2 separate regions of the Rattus norvegicus genome follow, and region 2 is linked to region 1. The links are chromatin contacts, called in public Hi-C maps. All regions are on one chromosome and are shown on one strand. Each heading gives the region's core, a stretch centred on a gene start, on an enhancer-like site or on the middle of the called end of the contact. The rest is flanking DNA. Distances are from core to core; before and after follow the strand shown.

Region 1 (3,633 bases), core at 1,022-3,521:
GTGGGTGCTGGACATTGAACCCAGGTCCTCTGGAAGAGCAGCCAGTGCTCTTAACTACTGGGCCATCTCTCCAACGCCCTAACAAATATCTATTTTATAAGTAAGATGGCGTATCGGAAATGCTTTTGGAGGCCCATGAAGGCAAAGGGTGTAGCATTCTCACCTCTGTCCCCTAGGTAATAGCTAATACAAGCAGGTATTATACAGTAACCATCTTAAGACGGTGGGTGGCTTGCAGCTAGTACCCCGGCCTTTGTTTTCATGGCCACAGCTCAGATTCTCCATTATCAAATCAAACACATGTGGTCGCTCACCACCCTTCCATCACGCCTCCACAAGATCAATTTTCATTTTAAAAATGATAAATTCTCAACTCTAAGGTAGAATTCTAAGCCCCAACTTTGAAAGCCTGAAAACAGCACCCCAGAGGCAAGGCGCATGACTACACCTTTTAACCAGAGGTTCAGGCTACCAGCTCCAGACCTTCCAAAGATGACACCCATCTGGACGTCCACATTTCTCCCAAGGAGGCCCTGGGAATCCTACCCATAGCCTTAATACCAAGCAACACTCTAGGAGGTAGCAACTCCCTGGGACCCCACAGAAAGGGGCCTCACAGACACCTTTCCAGTTTAATCTCTTCCTCGGAAGTCAGCAGGCGGAGGAGGTGAGCCAGAGTACTCCCACGGTATCCTTGCTGGGGACTGGGGTTTGAGGCAAAAACTTAACTTGAAACAAAAAGTCTGAACCCACTGGCATCCAGTCTAAGTCACTCATTTGACAAAAGGAGAAATTTGAGGTCCAGAGAGGGATAAGGACTTCTCAACCATGGCAGAGTTAGGCCATCAAACTTCCCAGGGCTTCTCTTGCTTTCCACCCAACTCCTCCAAGAGTGGCTCAAGACTGGAGAGTCAGTGGCTTCTAGAAAGACAACTCCAAGGAGAAGGTGCTCAGGTCTGGAACATCCCCTCACACTCCCTGAGTTTCCTCTCCTGGTCAGTGCTCATTTTGCAGTGCTAACCCTCTGAGCTTCTCACCCACCTCACCCAATTCCAGTATGAGAAGCCAGGCTATGGCAGGGGTAGGCAGTGGTTTGGAGCACACACGTCCATATGCACATGCGCACACATGCACAGACACACACACAAACACAAGCACACCCCTATATAGAATCCTCAGACACAGGCTCTGGGGAAGCTGCCAGCAGAAGGGAGGGGACTCTAGCATCACAGAACCCCTTTGGGCGATGCCTGATAAGGAAGCTGGGGCTCAAAGAAGGTCAACCACCTCCCTAAGCTGACATGAGAAAAACTTCGTCTTTTGATAAAAGGTTCGGTTTCTTTGAGCAGCGGGATTGTTTGCCCTCACATCTAACAGAATGGAAGGCTCTAGAAAAGTGGTCAGGGTTGGCTGGTTTTTATTCCCACTAGCAGGTAGTTTGTTGTCCCGGGGCAGTAAATACTCACTCATTCCTGACACGTACTCAAGCCTCCGAAGACAGCTACTGGGCTATCAATACCATCACTTTAGATGCCCAAAACTTAAAAAGCGGACGGGTGGGGATAAAACAGGGTTTTGAACTCAACTCTGAAACAGTCAATGTACCAGCCCCTTTTAGTCAACAAAATTCCCCTAGGATGCCAAGACACTTAGTTGGGAACTAATATTCCCAAAAAAGAGCTGCCGCTAGCTGCCTTCAGATTCTAGATGATAGGGAACCTGGGAGTGTCCCTCTACCTGCCTACAGCTGTTAGGCCACACTGGAGGTTCATTTCGCAGGAAGCAACCTCCAGGGCTGACACCGGGAGGAGGAGGAGGAGGTGCGAGCCCACAGAGGTTGGGCTTGTCTCTCTCCTACCGAGGACTAGTCCCCCTTTTGAGGGGGCCAAACTTGATGCATGGTTGTTTTCATTCTCCTGCCCAGATGTCAGGCCTCTGTCCGTCTCCCCACCTCGTCTCTGGGACCAGAGTGCCAAGCTTAGGAGGCACCCCGAGGTAGCAGCGTGCAGACTGGCCTCCGGGTGCCGCCACAGCGCACAAACCACAGAAGGGCCATATCCTAGACAGGCAATGCCCGGCTACCCCAGCCCCTGCTGCCGTCGAGTCCCACAGCCCGGGCGCTACTCACGGCGAGAGGCTGCGCTGCATGTGCGGAGGGCAGGACGTGCGCCGGGGCGCGGCGGGGTGCGCGGCGATCCTCTCAGCTCTGCTCCCTGAGCCCGGCGTCCGCCCGCAGAGCCACCGAGGAGCCCAGGGGGCGGAGCGGCCAGCCCCGTCCCAGGCGCCGGCTGGAGGCGCGCCCGGACACTCGGCCCGGAGCTCGGGGCGCCCCCTGCTGGAACCCCCGCGGGACCGCCCCGAGGTGAGGGCCTGGATGCTCAGGCGACCAACAGGTTCCCTCGTCCTATCCCGCCCTGTCTCTCACATGCTGTGCCACCTGATGCGAATCAACCTGAGTAAGCTAATGATCGACGCACTTCACAGCCCAGCACAACTGCCGGAAAACAGTATTTCTCTGCCCTTCGCCCCCACCCACGTACACCCTGAGGGAGTCCCACTACTCCAACTCCGGACTCCCTGACTGCACAGATCCTCTAGGGACCTCGCCTCCTTTGTCTCACACAAGGGTAGGAAGCCGTCATGTCCCCCACTCATCCCAGACCCAGCTTGAGGATTGGCCGCGTTTGCCCTTTTCCCAGGCCAAGCCTGGCACCATTCTTGAGTGTAGTCGTGTGTCACCATTAAGCCTGTCTTAATGAAGGACCTAGGAGTTGATTCTTTTTCTCTTCCTTTTGCCAGAAAATATCAGAGGAGAAAAGAAGTCGTGTGGTAGTGTTGGTGGCTGAAAACAAAACTGAAGTTCAACGGTCTCCATTCAAGACCAGAGGCCTTTCAAGTACTGTCACCTAGAGCCTCCAGCCCTAAGTCACTGTGACGGCTAATACTGTCAATGTGGCTGAATTTACAATCAATCATGCAGGAGGTCAACCCCTGGGCATGCCTATAGAAATTTCTAGATTGTGTTTGTAGAGCTTTGGGAAGACCCACCCTAGAGGTGCACAGCAATAGGCCATGGGCTGGAGTCCAGGACTTAAAAAAAAAAAATCGGGGAGAAGAAACAGTGGCAAGTGAGAGCTGCTCTTCTCTGACCATTGCTGCAGTATCAGGGGCAGCCTCCAGGAAGATCCCAGACCTTCAAGTGTGACCTTTCAGGTTTGTACAGGTTAGAGGGCTCTCAGTGACCAGAGAAGCAAGATTCACCTCATATCTCTGTGTCTCTCTCCCTCCCTCTGTCTGTCTGTCTCTGTGTGTGTGTCTCTGTCTGTCTCTCTGTTCTCTCTCTCTCTCTCTCTCTCTCTCTCTCTCTCTCTCTCTCTCTCTCCACTCCCCTCCTGATTCCTGACATGGTGCACAATGTAGCCAGCTGCCTCACACTCCTGCTGCCATGATGGACTATGTACACTCTAACTGTGAGGCAAAATAAGCCCTTTTTTGAGTTGCTTCCCCCCACCCCTTGGGTACTTTCTAAAAGCAACAAGAAAAGTAACACAGAATGCAGTCACCCATAGGGATCCTCTCTAGAGCTGAGGAAGTGAGATTCTGAGTCCTGGGTCCTGCTCTACCATCCATGTG
Region 2 (3,260 bases), core at 400-2,899, 98 kb before region 1:
AGGGGAGTTAAGAGGGTAGTAAGGCAAAGAAAGGCAGAGAGAGAGAGAGAGAGAGAGAGAGAGAGAGAGAGAGAGAGAGAGAGAGAGAAATAGAGGAGTAGAGGCCGGCCATGAGCTTGTGGAGAGAAGGGGGGGAAGGGAATGGGGAGAGAAGGGACAAAGAGGGAAGAGAGCAAGAGCAAGAGAGAGAGGACGGGCAAGCAGCCCCTTTTATAGTGTCAGGCATACCTGGCTGTTGCCAGGTAACTGTGGGAGTGGAGCTTAGAATGCTAACAGCTACTAGTTCAAATACATCTACCTAGACAGGTAGATCTGTTCATCTCCTTCTCTGTTCCACAGAAATGTGTTCAAAACTCCAGTGTAACCATGCTCCCACAGGGTCATATCTCCCACAGACACAGAGCCCAGGACAAGCAAATCCAACTCTCATCCATGTCAGTATCCTGAGTGCTTGCACAGAGTACTTCTGACAGAACAAGTTTCCTTTCTTTTTGTTTTGTTTTTGTTTTGTTTTTAGAGACAGGGCTTCTCTGCATAGCCCTGGCTGTCCTGGAACTCACTCTGTAGACCAGGCTGGCCTTGAACTCACAGAGATCTACCTGCCTCTGCCTCCTGAGTACTGGGAATAAAGGCGTGTGCCACCACTGTCTAGGCAATAGACACGAGGTCTATAATCCCAGCTTGTGGGGAAAACTGAGGCAGGAATATCACAAGCCCAAGGCTAGCCTGTGCAATCGAGTGTGTCTCTGTCACAGAACATAATAACCCTCTATGAGTCCCAAGTCTCTAAAAAAAAAAGAAAAGAAAAGAAAAGGAAAAGGAAGAGTAAGAATAAGATTAAAGAATAAGAATAAGAAGAGAAGAAGGGGAAGGGGAAGGAGAGAAGGGGAAGGGGAAGAAGAAGAAATAATTAAGGAATTCCAGGGATATAATTCAGCAGTAGTACATTTGCCTGGCTTACGTCCAATTACTCTAGTTTCAAACTCCTCGTACCACAAAAATAAATAATCAAAGGGCTACACAGTAAAACAAAACAAAGAAAAGTAACACAAAATAAAATAAGTCTCATCAAGGTCAAGGAGTCATAAGAACACTGTGTGTGCCGTAGAATTCCTTAATAGTTCAATATGAAAACTAGAATTCTAAAGAAACCCAAGATTTAAGAAAAAAAAAATAGGCAACAAGCTCCCTGGCTCTGTGAGTACAGAGAAATGGCTGTTCACTTTGCGTCCGATCCAGCTAGGTGGTTAAAAAGGCACTGAGGCCATGGCCCTACCCTAGTGATTCTGACTTAATGGATGTGGGTGGGGTCTGGGCCAGGGTAGGTATTAAAAGGCTTGCAGAGTTGAGGGCCTCAGCTGTACTGCAGGAGTCACGGTGTAGTTCCCAGCCTACACTGCTGGGAACAATCCCTGGCGGTGGAACACTGGCCCTGGCCAAGGGCTGACTTTCACCTCCCCAAAAATGCCATGAAAATGGCATTCTCCATGTGAGCTACCAAGGGCAACCTCTTGGAAGCACTGGGGACTGAGTATCTACCAGCTTGCCCTGTGTGCCAAAACCGAACCTAGGAAATGTGTCCACGGTGGCTGTTCCCACCCTACTTCCTATGGCAGAGAGTCTGTAGTTCCTATTTTTTCTGATAAGAAAAACAGGTCCAAAGGTTAAATACCTGTCCACGGCCACAGAGACAGAAAGAGACAGCACTGGTATCCTGCCCCACGTGACGTCCACAAAACAAACAAAACCCTACACAGGAAATCTTGGCTTAAGCCACTGGATACAAGGGGGCAAGAAAGGGGGAAAAAGGGGGGGAGGAAAGTGTGAGAGGGAGGGAAAGTGACCTAGAGATGAGAAGAGAGGAGAGAGGGCACATGCAGGCATCCTCGGGGCTGTCACAAGGCTTCTGGTGAAGTAAAGATCTCAGCCAAAGGCTGAGCAGAGCGGCCAGAGCTTACCGCCAAGAAATTTAGACGTGACCTGTGTAGGAGGGTGGGCAGCTCTCTCACACTAACCCTGCTCAAGTGCAGGAAGTGGAGCTCAGAGCGCTTGGCCTCAGAAGCTGTGTGGATGTAACACATCTATCGATGCCCCCCTGCCCCCTCTCCCTCTTCCTAAAGCTGAGCAGGGCTTCAGCCCTAAGCTGGAAATACTCACAGGATGTAGGTGATGACTCCGATGCTCCTGTAAAGAAGAGTGGCTGGGTCAGGCCCTCCAGGGGGTCACTCGCTTCCCCCAGGTGGCCTCTGAATGCCATCTCAAGTCCTGCCCCTCCCTACCCCACTCTGCAACAGACAGAACGCATTTAGGATCCTCACTCTCTGCACACTGAGTCAAGGACCCAAAGTCAGGGTCTGACTTCTGAATTTGCAGACGCAGTCCTCGAGGCGTGTCCCTTAACCACTGAGCCCCCTTTCCTTATATACTGAGGACACTCAAGAATAAGAAACAACCTCACAGGACCGAGGGCGGGGTCAGGAGCCGCACCAACTGTAAAGCAGTGGTCAAACAAAACAAGTAAAGAATTTATCACAGCAGAATTACTAGGCCAGCACAGGCCTAGGACATAGAATGCTCTCGTGGAACGGCTGATGGATGGACCAATGGAGCTAACTTAACTGCTTTTGAGACCCCAGTTGAGGCTGACCCAGGATAAGCCTGCATTTGCCCCAGCCCCTCTCCCGCTGACACTGCCTTCGGGCTGGCTGCACAGCTACTGCTCCCGGAGACTAAGGGTTTAAACACTGAAGGGCATGCCATCTAAAACAGGGGCTGGGGCCTTCTGCCCCTGGAAGGATCCCGGGCCACCACTTACCACATGTCTGCCTCCAGTCCCAGTGGCTCATAGTTCACGATTTCTGGAGCTGAAAGAAGTCATGTTTAAGCGTCAAGAGGGAATAGAGATGAGAGGAGATGGTTCTAGGGAATTCTACAGTGTTTGGTGCCTATCGTCTCCATCCTGAGTCTCCAATAGTGAGAAAGGAATATTAGAACAGTGGGTGGGAATAATCTGGATGTAAGAATGCTGAGGAAACAGGTTGCTAAGGACTGTGGGAGTTTCTACAGGAAGTCTATGTTGAAATCTAACTCTTGGGCAATGAAAAAAAGAAAACCAACAATAACAACAGGGCCTTACAGTAGATTAGTTCAGGATAGTAAACCTTCCAGAATAAAGTGAGGCCTTCATAAAGGCTCCAGAGAGCATGTTCCCACATGAGAATAGAGGAAGACAATGGTATCTGTGACAAGGTCCCTCACCA

What was found. A called contact is a pair of places that touch in the nucleus more often than the background predicts.
Region 2: a contact with region 1 is called in a Hi-C map of liver, with 2.8 times the contacts expected there. The contact joins the enhancer-like site here to the promoter of Dapk2 in region 1. A contact is called at or near these places in 2 of 12 Hi-C or Micro-C datasets (both in liver).

What each region holds. Positions count from the first base shown.
Region 1 is chr8:75,600,310-75,603,942 of GRCr8, reverse strand. It overlaps Dapk2 (death-associated protein kinase 2), which reads right to left and starts at 2,271. Exons shown (of 12, transcript NM_001395735.1): 1 at 2,129-2,271.
Region 2 is chr8:75,698,095-75,701,354 of GRCr8, reverse strand. Dapk2 (death-associated protein kinase 2) reads right to left here. Exons shown (of 12, transcript NM_001395735.1): 6 at 2,816-2,864; 7 at 2,158-2,184. Among named protein-coding and RNA genes, the nearest start is that of Herc1, 97 kb to the left of the region's middle. Within about 2 kb of position 1,649, at least 4 of the 93 cell types and tissues checked have an H3K27ac peak or open chromatin away from gene starts, as enhancers often do. A contact at or near this core is called in liver, where this site is marked.